5 separate regions of the Mus musculus genome follow, and regions 1, 2, 3 and 4 are each linked to region 5. The links are chromatin contacts, called in public Hi-C, HiChIP or PLAC-seq and promoter capture Hi-C maps. All regions are on one chromosome and are shown on one strand. Each heading gives the region's core, a stretch centred on a gene start, on an enhancer-like site or on the middle of the called end of the contact. The rest is flanking DNA. Distances are from core to core; before and after follow the strand shown. Region 1 overlaps Plcg2 (phospholipase C, gamma 2). Region 2 overlaps Plcg2 (phospholipase C, gamma 2). Region 3 overlaps Plcg2 (phospholipase C, gamma 2). Region 4 holds the start of Plcg2 (phospholipase C, gamma 2). Region 5 holds the start of Gan (giant axonal neuropathy).

Region 1 (2,700 bases), core at 196-2,695, 400 kb after region 5:
TGCAAGCTAGGCATTCACTCTATCCCTTAGCCATGACCGCAGCCCTCCACTGGTGGATCCTAGACAAGAGTTCTACTGTCTCTAGCTTCTTCTTTTTGTTTTCAGACAGAATCTCCCTAGACCATTCAGGCTGGCCTCTAACTCTCTCTGTAGCCCTCAACTGGCTTTGAACTTTAATCTTCCTGCCTCAGGCCCTTGCATAGCTGAGCTGAGAGACCTGTACCTCCAGGCCTGTTTTGTTTTTTTTTTGTTTTGTTTTGTTTTTTAAAAATAGATACTCTGCTTGGGTTTTTCCTTAGGCAAAGGCAGTGCTCACCCAGCAACTGTTTCCCCATTGGTAAATACATAATGGCTTCTGACTTCATGTTAATTTTGTGAGAGCCAACCTTGGAGTGTGAACTTGGGTGCTGTACGTGTGAGTCGGGGACTTCCTTAGTTGCCCGATGCCAGCTCCCGGTGTATGGTGGCAGAATATGGTGACAGGGGTGACTTCCAGCTGTGGCGCTGAGGGCACTGACCTGCCCACTGTCTCTGCTGCACTGGTCTTTGTCCTTTGCTGGCCTGGAGGATGAATGGCCATAGCATCCTTTGTTTAAATTTGCCTTTCTTTCTGAGTTGGTGACTGGTTAGCCTCTTATTTCCTTCCTCTAATTAATAACCAAGCAATATAGGCCACCCTGGGACTGGAGAGAAGGCGCCGCAGGCGAGAGCAATCTTTGCTCTTGCAGGGGATTCGAGTTTGATTCTCAGCACCCATATGGTGGGCTCATGACCATCTGTAACTCCAGTTCTAAGGGACCCAATGCCCTCTTCTGAAATCCACAGGTACCTGGCATACACGTAGTGCACATACATATATGTAGGCAAAACACTCATGCACATAAAATTAAATAATATGTTTAAAAAAAAGATCCCTACAGACAAACAAACAAGCAAACACTACCCTGCATGGAGAACTTGGCAGTGGATGGTGTTAACTCTTTATAATCCTTGTCTCGAGTTTGTCTCACATTGGACCTTTTGTTTAAAAAGGTTTATTTTGAGACCGGACTATAGCTTATCTGGTCGAGTGCTTGCCTAGCCTGCATGCAGGCTTGACTTCCATCCTGGCAAGGGTGGAGATGCAGACCACTTTTGCCCTAGCCCTTGGGCGGTTGAAGCAGGAGGGTCAGAAGTTCAAGGTCATTGTCTGCTGTAGAAAGAGTTGGGAGCCAGCTAGGGTCATGTGAAGCCTTATCTCAATTAACTAACTAACTACTTAGCTAGCTAAGTAACTAGCTAACTAACTACTTTGTCTTTCCTTGATTTTGGTTTTCATATTCGAGACAAAACTAACCAACACCAACTTCCCCATTTTGTCCCTGCATCATAGAGGTGACTCTGTCCGTCTGTCTCTTGCTCATTTCTGTCTCTTGTTTAGTGTATCCAGCTGGGGCATTTGTGACCCCTAGCCACATGCATTCTCCCTTCTGCCTCTCCCTCTCATCTGTCATCTCCTGGCTGCCCTCTGGTGTACCACCAGGGTTGAGCTAGTGGGGTGTCGTGGGTTTTACACACTGAGGTCTTAGGGTGTTGTCATCTCTGAGACTGTGCTCACTGAAAAGACTGGCTCAGGGTGACAGAAGGGGTCACTCTGGTCACACTGTCTCCATGGTGGTGGAGTTGTCTGTCCACTTCTGTGTCTTTGTTTTGTTTTTTGAGACAAGGTTTCTCTGTATAGCCCTGGCTGTCCTGGAACTCACTGTGTAGACCAGGCTGGCCTCAAACTCAGAAATCTGCCTGCCTCTGCCTCCCAAGTGCTGGGATTAAAGGCGTGCACCACCACGCCCGGCACCACTATCGTGTCTTATATGGAGCAGAGATGGATGCCTGCTTCTTCCTGGGGATGGATTCTTCAAATCCTGCCTAGAAACCCATCTTCCCATCTGCCAAGAGGGAACCTGTTTCTGGAGGTGCTCCCTCCCTGTTTCTGGAGGTGCTCCCTCCCTGTTTCTGGGGGTGCCCCCTCCCTGTTTCTGGAGGTGCTCCCTCCCTGTTTCTGGAGGTGCTCCCTCCCTGTTTCTGGAGGTGCTCCCTCCCTGTTTCTGGAGGTGCTCCCTCCCTGTTTCTGGAGGTGCCCCCTCCCTGTTTCTGGGGGTGCCCCCTCCCTGTTTCTGGAGATGCTCCCTCCCTGTTTCTGGAGGTGCTCCCTCCCTGTTTCTGGAGGTGCTCCCTCCCTGTTTCTGGAGGTGCTCCCTCCCTGTTTCTGGAGGTGCTCCCTGGCTGTCCCTCCACCCAGCTCCTCTTCCAGCTCCCTCCCAGCAGGCAGGCCCTGCTGCTTGTCAGCACTGAGAAATAGAAAGTCTCACCTTCTCTAGGAGGCTGCAGGGATACTTCAGAAGGAACTTTGATCCCAGAGTGCTCCAGAAAGAGCAGCCTGGCCAGTTTCCCTCCCTTTCCTGTCTCCCACAGCCTCTGACTAAGCCCGTTTCTCAGAGGAAAACAGAAGCTGCCAGAGGCAAGAATGGACTGGCCTAGCTCAGGCGGAGCCCGAACCCCAGATGTTTTCCTTGGCCCAAGTTCTGTCCAGCTTCTAACTTCTCCTAGGGCAAAATGGTAGCAGCTGGCTTTTGTGATGGACTTGCTTGGCAACAGCCACTGGATTAGGCACATCCCATGCCAACCAAATGCTCCCAGCCAACCACTGGGCGAGGCACCCAT
Region 2 (2,700 bases), core at 11-2,510, 370 kb after region 5:
AGCAGTTACAGAATGGCCATCTGTCCCCCGAGGTGTCATGGGGCAGGGGCTGGGGGACACGTTGTGTCCTGTCCACTACCAAATGTCATGCATGATAGGTGAAATTACTTGTTAACCAGATCCTTGGTCCTTGAAAAATCCCGATACTTCTTGATGAATCTACCCATTTTACAGATGCAATTGAGTCTCAAAAGGCAGGAGGTGCTTTCTGAAATCACCCAGTGAGCAGGGCCTTGGTTGTGGTTTTCTAGGACAACTTTGTTGTTTGTTTGTTTGCTTGTTTTTTGAGACAGGGTTTCTCTGTATAGCCCTGGCTGTCCTGGAACTCACTTTGTAGACTAGGCTGGCCTCGAACTCCGAAATCTGCCTGCCTCTGCCTCCCCAGTGCTGGGATTAAAGGCGTGCGCCACCACGCCCAGCTTTTAGGACAGCTCTTGAGGCAGCCAGAGTCTACAATTCAGGACCACTGGGTTTTCCAGAGACCACTGTCCACCTCTTATTAGAGTCTCTTTGTCTCATTTCCCTGTTGAGTTGGTGTTGAAATAAGAGACCATCCTAAGTTGGAAGTGCCCTGGTGAGTTCAAGGCCAGTTCAGTCATGACCTGTGCTTTAGGATCTTGGCGTCTTTCTATAGGCACAGAGCTGTTTTCAGACCCTCAAAACAAGCCTTTGCATTGATGAGCCCCAAGGAAAGAAGTAGATTTCGGCTGAGGGGCAGACAAATGACTTCAAATCCAAGCTTCAAGGAGGGACCAGCTGAGCCATGACATGCCTGCTAGAGAGTGGATGGATCGAGCCTCCCAGGGTGGCTCAGGCTCTGCAGGTCTGTGGTGGGGGATTGCAGGCTGTTAATGTGAAATCTCACCTTTAATGTGTTGACTCAGTTAAACACATAAACGGGCCCCCACCATCCGGATTTACTGGACACATCAGTAGCCACAGTGGCTCACAAGCTATAGGCTCTTCCAGGCAGCTGAACACTTTTTTTTTTTTTTTTTCGAGACAGGGTTTCTCTGTATAGCCCTGGCTGTCCTGGAACTCACTTTGTAGATCAGGTTGGCCTCGAACTCAGAAATCCGCCTGCCTCTGCCTCCTGAGTGCTGGGGATTAAAGGAGTGCGCCACCACCGCCCAGAAGCTGAGCACTTTCAAGGCTCTGAGCAGCCATGTGAGCTGCCTCTTCTTCCTCTTCTTGTAGCAGCCACAGTGTTGATCTGTGTGGTCTTGTTTGGTGGTGGCGTCGTCGTCGTCATCCTAGGAAGACATCTAAAGTTAAAAAACTCACTTTCCTTTCACGGACGCTTTTCATACCAGCCTCACAGAGTGCAGCTGTGATGTTTGAACATGATGGCAGCTGCAGAGAGCCTGCTGAGCTTTCTGCTCAGTTAAGTGAGAAACTCCTTCCTCACAGTCTGTGTTCTGCTCTTGCCACGAACTGCTAAAGTTCAGAAAGCTAACGGGGCGGGGCGCAGAAAGAACGGAGAGATGACAGAGCTCTGGTGCACATCACTAGAGTCCTGCTTGTAGGGTGACATTGAGTGCCATGTAGGCATCCTGACACCTATCCCACTGTTGGGGCTCTTATGTATTTGTTTTGCTTGGGCAGATTTGACTTTGGGCAAGAGATGTCCTTTGGCAGGCATAGAGGGAACAGAAGATAATAGCTTGTGCATTCTAGCAAGTGTCAAGGTCCTGTGACCAGAGAGTGGCTCTGCTAAAACCAAACCAAACCAGTAAGGGTAGAGTAGACAGAAGGGACAGTGGCTGGGGAGATGGGAATATATGTCCACAGAAGGGAAAAGCTATGTTGATCTTCCTTGCCATCCCACGCCTTCAAAAATAGTTGACTCAACCGATTTAAGTATTCAATATAATGATTAATTATAGGCAGAGCCATAATAGGGCCATCAGTACAGTCTAGGTTAGGACCTGGCCAGCTTCCAGAAGGCTCCATGGCTGTCTGTCGTTCTTGACTATCCATTCTCTCCTTAGCTGCTTCCCATCTTCTCCTCCCCCCCCCCCCGCCCCTTTTTGAGATAGGGTCCCCTCACATACCCTACAGTGACTTTGAACTTGCTGCACAGCCAAGGATCATCACCGTGAACTTCTGATCCTTCTGTCTCTGCCAGTGCTGGGCTGACAGGTGTGGCCCACCACACCAGTTTTATGATGGCAGGGGATGGAACTGTGCTAGTGCTCCACTGATGGAGTGTCCACTCCAGCTGCTCCTCGCTCTCTGATTATTGGAGCACACAGGGGTTTTGCCTTGGCTTATATGCGCGTGGGGGACATTTTTACCAGTACTGCCGATGTGTCCTTGTTGGTGGCTGGATGATGTCCCGTGGTGGGTAGGACCTGGCAGTCTTTTGGGTCTTCCATCACTGTGACTTTTGCTTATTCAGTCTCTGCCAACAGTGGAACCAAGGGTCTCCGGCTTTGCCCTGTTACTGTAAGATACCCACCTGCTTCTGCCCACACTCAGCATCAGGGGGAGAGATGGTCTTTCTCCAAACCCTACAGGTAGGACGTAGTTACTGTTTAGAGCAGGGTTGAAAAAAAATTTCCCAAAAAGGTTTATACACACATACTTAAACGTAAGGGTTTCTTTTCTTTTCTTTTCTTTTCTTTTCTTTTCTTTTCGTGCGGTGTTATTTATATTTAAAATTATTGTTATTGTTGTTTTGGGTGGTTTTATTTATTT
Region 3 (2,700 bases), core at 20-2,519, 420 kb after region 5:
TCAGGCCCTTTGAGGTACCCAGGGAGCCAAGGTGTTTGCACTAAGCATCCTGCACTTGTGGTGTTGCTTCTTGGTTCTCCCCCCACCTCCACCCCCACAGCCGAGGACGGAACCCCGGGCTAGTGCTCTACCACTGAGCTAAATCCTGAACCCCATGCTCTATGCTGTTAACAACCTTCCATTCAGGGAACTCACAGCCTGCTGGCTATTTTGGTGTCTGTGGTCTGGGGAGACTTGTTAGCTAGCCACAGTCCTGTGTTGCTGAAGTAGGGCCTCACCATCCTGTTTCAGTCTGTCTTTGGGCTTTTGTTCTTTCTGACACACCCCCGTCCCCGTCCCCCCACCCCCACCCCACCCCGTGTCCCTTCCTACCCAATCACACATTCATCTCAGACACAAGGAGAGACACTGGGGAATGTCTGAAACCCAGAAGGCATTGGCCAGCATCGGGTCTGTGGTATCGTTCATCTTGTTGCCTGTGGATATTTGAGGTTTCGGAGAATGTAGCAGAAGAAAGGTCACTGCATGCTGTGGTTTTTTATTAAGGAAATGTTTCTGGAATGTCCAGCATTGTACTGAATCTGCTAGTGGGGCTGGATTTGTCTATCGGGGTGGCTCTGCCTGGCTGACCCCTGGGGGAGGGGATGCGAGGTGTCCATCTCAGTTCTTTTGCCCAGGTTGAGTGATTTGGAAATTGACCCTGGTTCTCATGAGCTCTGGAGACCTGGGATCGTCTTGAAGTCATCCTGAGCCTGTGTGTCCTCTTCTCTATGTGACAGTGACATCATATGGCTTGCAGGGTGGGGCAGGTTAGAGGACCATACGGGGACGAGGCTGTTAGAATAAACTACCAGAAACTGGAGGCTTCCTGCAGCGAAGAACACTGCACTAAGCACACAACTGACTTCATGTGGTCCTGTTTCCAAACCTGCGCGGTGTATAACTTTTGGGACCCTCCTTTCATGGATGAGGCTGTATAAAGAAGACACGTGACTTGTCACCTTGGCTGAGCCAGGGGAGACACCCCAGTAGGCTGGCTATACTGTATAGTTACTTTTCTCGTTGCTGTGACCAGAAGAAACTATTTCAACTGGGCAGGCTTTATTCTGGCTTAGACTTAGAGGGGCTATAGCCCATCATATTTGGGAAGAGATGGCAGCCTGTGGGAACAGCACAGTGACAGGAATCGGAGCTGGTCACATGGCCTCTCTCGTCAGGAACAGGAAGTGGGGCTGGACTATAAAACCTCAAAGCCCACCCCTAGCGACCTACTTCCCCTAGCAAGCCTCTTATCTCTGGAAGGTTCCACAGCCTTTCCAGACAATGCCATGACCTGGTAACCCAGGTGTTCAAACACATGAACCCGTGTGTGTGTGTGTGTGTGTTGGGGGGGGCGGCATTTCATAATTAAACTGTTAACACTGGCATAGTCCACCACAGTCCCTGGCTGTTTCATACTGACACCCGTGGCCTAGTGCTCTGAGTTCTTAGCAGATCATAGTCTGTCGTTACTTTTATTGATAAAGTTTCATTGCAATACAGCTATGCTCATTTTCCTGTATTTGGTCTGTGGCTGCGTTCACACGGTGGTGACTGCTGAGTGAGGATAGCGGGTGACCCATGCAGAAGGCATCTGCTCGCCCCTGGCAAAGACCATGCCAGGATGGAGCCTTATTTATGTGGCTCTGAATGACATAGGTTTGACATTGGGTCCAGTCTTTGATCACCTTGACTAGGTCCTGAGGAGGACCTTGCCTGTCCTTTGGTGACTTTGTGTTATCTTCGACATCTTTAAGGAGCTATGGGCTCAGGATCTGAACAAAGTCCGGGAGCGGATGACCAAGTTTATCGACGACACAATGAGAGAGACCGCAGAGCCCTTCTTATTTGTGGATGAGGTGAGTGGGCTGGGGCATGTCACGTGAGCAGGACTTCCTTTATCCCTTCCCCTCGGAAGGTGTCACTGTCAGGTGTCCGGGGGACTGACTCCGTGTAAGGAGTGGTTTTCCCAGGGTGGGGATTAATCCTGCTTTTCATTTTCCTGATTCTTACCTGGGTGGGATTACCTGTTTCGCCACTAGAGGGCGTTCGCCATCAGGGAGAAGCCAACTGAACTTGACAAATGTTTGATGGTTGTGTGAGCCATTTATAGAGGACACTTCTTTTTACAGGTGGCCGGGGAGGATCAGAAGGGACATGGCTTGTCACTTGCTCGCTGGGGCTGTTTATGGCAGTAAAATGTACCTCTGAGCCAGTCGGTGTTTCTGATTTATTATTATTATTATTTAAATGCTAGGAGTGGGTAGATGGGAAAGTCCCTGGGCCCCTTCTCGGCCTCCTTGTTTTTGCCATGGTAGGAACTGAACCCAGGACCTTCTGCATGCTAGGCAGGGGTTCTACCACAGACCTATAACAGTGGGACTCTTTGTAATGTTTATTTTGTCCCTCCACCCGGCCCCCAGGAGGTCAGAGGACAGACAGCCTTAAGTGTAGGTCCTAGTATGCATCCTTATTTGAAGCAGGGTCTCTTTATGCTGGGCTCCCAGACCTTGGAGCTTCTGGGGTTTTCCCCATCTCCATTTTACATCACAGTAGAGGAACCATGAAGCCATCTCTCCAGCCCTCTTCTCTTTTCTTATTATTTATTTATTTATTTATTTATTTATTTATTTTAAAGCTTCCAGGAGTTGGGACAGGAAA
Region 4 (2,700 bases), core at 20-2,519, 340 kb after region 5:
CTGGGCTACATAAAACCAAGTCTTTTTGTTTGTTTGTTTGTTTGCTTGCTTGTTTATTTATTTATTTATCCTTCAAAACAGAATTTCTCTGTGTGGCTCTGGCTGTCTTGGAAGTCCTTCTGTAGACCAGGTTGGCCTCAAACTCAAGAGATTCACCTGCCTCTGCCTCTTGAGTGCTAGGATTAAAGGCACCCAGAAGAAACCAAGTCTCTCTCTCTCTCTCTCTCTCTCTCTCTCTCTCTCTCTCTCTCTCTCTCTCTCTTTCTTTGGACAGGGTTTCTCTGTGTGGCTTTGGCTGCCCTGGAATTCTCCTTGTAGACCAGGCTGGCCTCAAATTCACAGAGATCTGCCTACCTGGGCCTCCTAAGTGCTGGGATTACCAGCCTGAAATCAAATCAAATCATCAAATCTTAAATCTCTCTCTCTCTCTCTCTCTCTCTCTCTCTCTCTCTCTCTCTCTCTCTCTCTGTCAGAATGGAGAGGTGGTTTAGCAGTTGAGAGCACATATTGCGCCTACAGAGACTGGAGTTCAGCTCCCAGCAACCCACATAGCCACAACAGCCTGTGACTCCAGCTTCAGAGAATCCTATGAGCTCTAGCCTCCCTGATCCCCTGTATTCACAGAAATGGATTCACATAAACACACACATATACACATAATTTAAAAATAATATTAAAAAAATTTTTTTGGACACAGATCTCACTGTATAGCCCTAGCTGGCCTTGAACTAATTCAGAGATGTAATTTTGTCATTCTGCCTTCCTAGTTATGGGATTAAAGGTATGGACCGTTAAGCGGAAAAATACATTTTTTTTTCCCCAGAAAAAAAAGCAACGAGTTTTAAAGAACACAGTCTTCCAATTTAAAAGCCAAGATTTCAGTTCTCTAGTGCCCAGTTACTCTTTGAAACAAACTTTTGAGCCTGGCACTGTTTTGCAGAGATGGAAACTGAGGCTGCGGCATTTAAGATAGGAAACAATGTACTACTAAATTCAGCTCTGTCAACCCCGAGTGGGTGAAGATAATCAATGCATGCATGGTATCTGTATGCAGTAGGCGCCCCATAAACTCTGATATTCTTGGGAAATTTCTGTTCTCTTGGCTAAGCGATCGCGGCCAGGCAGGTGGTACTGGGGCTGCCTCAGTTTCCCCCTGGTCGGGCAAGGCATGACTCTTTTAGGATGCTCTGGCGGGTCGGGACCCGCCTTGAGACAGGGCGGCGCGTTAAGGGGGGCGGCCCCGAGGAGTCACGTGGCGCGGCCGCCTCCAAAGCAGAAGTAAGGAGCGCCGCTGAGCAAGACCTGCGCTGCCGGACTGCCCGGGCCCCAGGCGGCTGCTGCACGAGGGACCCCCGAGTCCCCCCAACCCGTGGCTGGCAGGCCCAGGGATTGTGCGGGTGGCTGCGCTCCGGGGGTACCGCCAGGTGAGTAGCCAGGATGGATGGAGCTCCCCGGGGACTTGCGCGTGTGCGGGGACCCTAGAGCTGGCACCGCGTTGGGTGGGGACTGCGCCGGAGCCCAAGAGGGCGCGGGCAGGGCTGGGGTGCGCGATCCGGGCAGGTGGCCGGGTGTGCCCTGGGGAACCCTTGCTTAGGGACAGCCGGGCCCGGCCCAGCCGCCGGCCACTTCCTCTCCTGGGGCTGGCGCCACCTCTCCAGGGTGAGCAGTGGCCAACTAGGGTTTGAATGAGAGACGCGGCTCCGGGTGCTGGGGTGGCCGAAGCGTCTACCTCGCCACCGAGAGTCCTACGCGGGAGCCGCGTCCCTGCTTGCGGGGACTTGATTTTGAACAGTACTTCCCAGTAGTACACAGGTGGCTCCGGGGTGGGGCGGAGCAGCTCTTTCTCCACACGCGATTCTGGGACCCGCCCCTCCCGCAATTCAGTTCAGTTTGGGGATCTCAAAGAGGTCATTTGCCTCGCGGGGAGCCAGAATTCGAAGGGAAGGTGGGTTGTATCCGGACCTAGGAGGTTGATACCTGGAAAGTCAGGAGCAGGCCCTGTCCGTACCCTGATCTCGAACTGTTGAGAGAGAGGCTGGCAGGGCGAGGGGCCGACACGCCCTGGAAACAGGTGGCTTTCTCTCTGAGACCTAAATTTGAATTTCAGTTCCATTTATGTGACACAGCACACAGAGAGGAGCCCCCCCACCCCCACCCCCCGAGTCCAGGTTTCTCTCTTGGGTCCCGTACTAGACCAGAGCCTGTTTTCCGGGGCATCAAAGAGACTCCCTGCAGTTCCTGACCCTGGTGGCAAAGGCCCTTCCTGGTGGGCACAGGTCATGGCCCCTGCTCTTTGCTTCTGCGGGACACTTACAGGATGTTGGGGTCGGGACTAGCCCTAGGCTGTTACCCATTTTGCACGGTTGTGGGCAGCAGTGTAGCAGTCCCAGGGGATTTTGGCTGTGGATTTTTATTGATGCTTAAAATTACTCGGTGCTTGGCCTCCCAGGCAAGGCGGCGTGTGTGGGGTACTCTGAAGGAGCCCCAGCGGGGACCCTTTTGCACCTCCTGGGCGAAGTTGGTGGGAAGTTACTGGTGGGAAAACTTCTGCAAATAATTAATTTCGAAAATAGGCAACCCTCTCCCTGCCCTGTCTCCGCAAAAGGGCTTTTCTGTTTCAACTAACAGAGTGGACCCATTCATATGTCTTGTCCCATCCTCTCTCATTGGCCCCCTCTAGATTTACAAGCAATGCTTTCG
Region 5 (2,700 bases), core at 180-2,679:
CAGGCCTTACTAATTAGTAACTCACAGTTCCTTGTTAGCTCTACTCAGCTCTGCTTTCCCAGACCTTAGTTTTGACACAGCTTACTTTTTTTTTTTTTTTGGATGCGGGGGTTGTCTCTTTGGTTTTTCAAGACAGGGTTTCTCTATGTAGCCCCTGGCTGTTCTGGAACTCTCTCGGTGGGCCAGGAACTCACAGAGACCTGCCTGCCTCTGCCTCCCCGGTGCTGGGATTAAAGGCTTGCGTCACCACCTCCTGGTTTAGAGTCTAGATACTTTTATCACTGCAGGTATAGATACTGTGTTTGAAATGGAAACTGGAAATGTATCGATCTTCTACTAGTAACTTCCTTGACTTTACTCCCCTAGTCTCCTATCTTGAGTATAGTTTATACTCTGATTCCTATCAGTGACGCCAAAGCCTTGCTGCTTCCAGGGTGAAAACCAAGACTTTCCTTGGGGCCTTTGGACTACGGGAGGCTGTGCTGACGCACTGAAAACCACATCCTGCCTTACTTTGAATGCTGCCCCAATGTTCTGATCCTTGGTCCTCATAAGACTTAATTCTCTGTAGCCTCGAGCACCTAATGTTTGCACAAAATGGTAGCTACTTCCTCCACTCCCAAGCACCTTCAGCAACTTCCAGGGACACAGACGAGGCTCGCCCTGCAGAGTGAGCACACCCAGGGGTGCTTAGTACCACAGCCTTGATCTGTCTCTGTGGGAAGTCTAGCCCCCACCATCCGAACATCTGGCCTTCATACCCCCTAGTCTTTCAGACTTTATCTTTCCTAAAAGGTAGGGATGGCAATCATGCAATTAACTGGACCCCCTCTCCTTCCCAATTGTACTCTTGTGCGGGGGCGGAAGGGAGGGCATATACCACAGAGTCCTTTTATCCAGCCCACTATCTAATCTTGGCATCGATCTGCTTTAAAGACCCCGATCTTAGAAACCTTCGGAACACCTTACCCCTACCGCGGTATTTAAAACCCTTCCATTGCTCCCGGTCCCCAATTGCAAGAGGAAAACACCTTCCTTGCCACAGCCTTGCAAAACTGCTTGTTTCTCTCGCTTCACTCGCGACGTCTTCAGCGAAGGCTTCTGGCGGACTCCGCGTTCTGCCCGGAACTAATGGACGTGAACGTAGCGAGGCGTAACTCCCGCGAAAGGAATAATAAGTCCTCGGCTTCACTCTGCGTCTCACTCCCTTCCACACTGAGAGCACTCGGTTCGCCGAGACTGGGAATTGGATACCGCGGAACCGCTAAACCCTTCCGCCCGCACCAAGCACAGCCCGTGGGCGCGCCCGGCGCTCGCAGCCCAGCCCTTCTGATTGGCTGCTGCGAGGTAGGGCGGGGCGCGGGGGCGTCGCGGAAAGATGACGCAACGGCACAGCTCCTTAAAGGCGCCGTCCGCACGCGCTGCCGATGGCGCAGGCGCGTTGTTGAACTTCCAGCTCTGACTCCAGAGCTTCACTCAGTCCGGGCGGGCGGGCGAGCGGACGCGAGGAGTGGCCGGCGGGGACGTGCGCGGGACTCGGGCGGGCGGGTCGGGCAGGTGGCGGCGGAGGAGCGGGAGGCGCGATGGCCGAGGGCAGCGCTGTGTCCGACCCTCAGCACGCCGCGCGCCTGCTGCGGGCGCTCAGCTCGTTCCGGGAGGAGGCGCGTTTCTGCGACGCGCATCTGGTCCTCGACGGCGAGGAGATCCCGGTGCAGAAGAACATCCTGGCGGCGGCCAGCCCGTACATCAGGTGAGCGGGCGCCGCCGCCCATCGCCTCCGCATCCCTCCCTCTCTCTCTGGCCTGGCCGCCTGCGGCTCCAGTGGCTCTGCCGCCGCGCCCCTCGGGCGCCCATGGGCCTCTCCACCGAGATCGCCCCGATCCCGGAGTCCCTGGAGGTCCGCAAAAGCCCCAAACACGGTGTACAGGCCGTCCTGGACCCGCACCCGCGAGCAGGGCGGGGCTGCTCCGGGAAGAGCCGCCCCTTCGCCCCGACAGGCCCCGCCCGGCCCGCGGAGCCCCGCAGAAGTTTTACCTCCGAGTCACCGCACAGTGGGCCGGCCAGGTTTTGCGCGGGGAAGCCAAAACAAACACCCGCGGCTTAGGCAGAAGGAGAACCCTGTAAGAGGTCGGTGGGAAGCCCCCACCCCCAAAGCCCAACTGTCACTTTGCCACTCCCTTGTTACAAACAGGCAAAACTGTTGCGAATTTGAGAAGACCCGGGGTCGTTCTTTGGCTACAGTTACCACCGAGGACCCAGCGATTGTAACCACCAAGAGGGCACTGTAAAACTTAAGCGACGCAAACCTTAGCCCAGTTTACTAGGTTAATGAAAAGGTTGAGACCAAGCTTATAGCATCGGATCAGAATTTGTGAGATGGGCTCCTGTCTTTTCTTTAGCAACTTTCCTTCAGGCAAACTGGTTTGCTCTTTTAATATGGGGGGTGGGGGGGGGCACTAAAAGGTAGAGAAAGTGCCCAGTAAGCTGGTTAAATATAGACGAATGATAGCAATGTCACTAGAATTGACAGATCAGAAAATGGAAAATTATGTGTATGCCGTTTCTTAGGGCTCTGTCCCAGCAGAACTCGGACACATATGCTGTTCTTGAATCTTTGCTTTTGGAGACCTTCGAACTCCAGAAGCAATCCAAGTGCCCTTGAAACTTCTGGCTTTTAGCCTAGCCTGGCCTTACAACATT

What was found. Promoter capture Hi-C pulls out the DNA fragments that hold promoters and counts their contacts. Hi-C and Micro-C count contacts between places; a contact is called where the count stands out from the background. HiChIP or PLAC-seq counts read pairs in DNA pulled down with a chosen protein or histone mark.
Region 1: a contact with region 5 is called in an H3K4me3 HiChIP or PLAC-seq map of bone marrow-derived macrophages, with 2.2 times the contacts expected there. The contact joins the enhancer-like site here to the promoter of Gan in region 5. A contact is called at or near these places in 17 of 39 promoter capture datasets (the C10 cell line, the HPC-7 cell line, HPC-7-derived erythroid cells and 10 more), 3 of 484 Hi-C or Micro-C datasets (CD4 T cells, bone marrow-derived macrophages and embryonic stem cells), 20 of 115 datasets of contacts at active chromatin or transcription factors (the 230-238 cell line, acute myeloid leukemia, bone marrow-derived macrophages and 11 more) and 3 of 9 other capture datasets (embryonic stem cells, liver and macrophages).
Region 2: a Hi-C map of bone marrow-derived macrophages shows a contact between it and region 5, with 24 read pairs. The contact joins the enhancer-like site here to the promoter of Gan in region 5. A contact is called at or near these places in 4 of 39 promoter capture datasets (the C10 cell line, liver, neutrophils and 1 more), 3 of 484 Hi-C or Micro-C datasets (CD4 T cells, bone marrow-derived macrophages and nephron progenitors), 15 of 115 datasets of contacts at active chromatin or transcription factors (the 230-238 cell line, acute myeloid leukemia, bone marrow-derived macrophages and 7 more) and 2 of 9 other capture datasets (liver and macrophages).
Region 3: a contact with region 5 is called in a promoter capture Hi-C map of the HPC-7 cell line. The contact joins the enhancer-like site here to the promoter of Gan in region 5. A contact is called at or near these places in 15 of 39 promoter capture datasets (the C10 cell line, the HPC-7 cell line, HPC-7-derived erythroid cells and 8 more), 1 of 484 Hi-C or Micro-C datasets (embryonic stem cells), 14 of 115 datasets of contacts at active chromatin or transcription factors (bone marrow-derived macrophages, double positive thymocytes, embryonic forebrain and 7 more) and 3 of 9 other capture datasets (adipose tissue, embryonic stem cells and liver).
Region 4: an H3K4me3 HiChIP or PLAC-seq map of the 230-238 cell line shows a contact between it and region 5, with 27 read pairs. The contact joins the promoter of Plcg2 here to the promoter of Gan in region 5. A contact is called at or near these places in 15 of 39 promoter capture datasets (the C10 cell line, the HPC-7 cell line, cranial neural crest and 10 more), 2 of 15 datasets of contacts at CTCF or cohesin (CD8 T cells and the NIH/3T3 cell line), 1 of 484 Hi-C or Micro-C datasets (bone marrow-derived macrophages), 24 of 115 datasets of contacts at active chromatin or transcription factors (the 230-238 cell line, astrocytes, bone marrow-derived macrophages and 17 more) and 3 of 9 other capture datasets (adipose tissue, liver and macrophages).

The regions. Positions count from the first base shown.
Region 1 is chr8:117,558,711-117,561,410 of GRCm38.p6, forward strand. All of the region lies in intron 5 of Plcg2 (phospholipase C, gamma 2), which reads left to right. Among named protein-coding and RNA genes, the nearest start is that of Plcg2, 62 kb to the left of the region's middle. Within about 2 kb of position 1,446, at least 39 of the 459 cell types and tissues checked have an H3K27ac peak or open chromatin away from gene starts, as enhancers often do. A contact at or near this core is called in bone marrow-derived macrophages, where this site is marked.
Region 2 is chr8:117,531,376-117,534,075 of GRCm38.p6, forward strand. All of the region lies in intron 2 of Plcg2 (phospholipase C, gamma 2), which reads left to right. Among named protein-coding and RNA genes, the nearest start is that of Plcg2, 34 kb to the left of the region's middle. Within about 2 kb of position 1,261, at least 56 of the 459 cell types and tissues checked have an H3K27ac peak or open chromatin away from gene starts, as enhancers often do. A contact at or near this core is called in bone marrow-derived macrophages, memory CD8 T cells and microglia, where this site is marked.
Region 3 is chr8:117,576,027-117,578,726 of GRCm38.p6, forward strand. It overlaps Plcg2 (phospholipase C, gamma 2), which reads left to right. Exons shown (of 33, transcript NM_172285.2): 10 at 1,797-1,898. Among named protein-coding and RNA genes, the nearest start is that of Plcg2, 79 kb to the left of the region's middle. Within about 2 kb of position 1,270, at least 15 of the 459 cell types and tissues checked have an H3K27ac peak or open chromatin away from gene starts, as enhancers often do. A contact at or near this core is called in the HPC-7 cell line and double positive thymocytes, where this site is marked.
Region 4 is chr8:117,497,006-117,499,705 of GRCm38.p6, forward strand. It overlaps Plcg2 (phospholipase C, gamma 2), which reads left to right and starts at 1,270. Exons shown (of 33, transcript NM_172285.2): 1 at 1,270-1,424.
Region 5 is chr8:117,156,552-117,159,251 of GRCm38.p6, forward strand. It overlaps Gan (giant axonal neuropathy), which reads left to right and starts at 1,430. Exons shown (of 11, transcript NM_001081151.2): 1 at 1,430-1,750. The coding sequence starts at 1,584.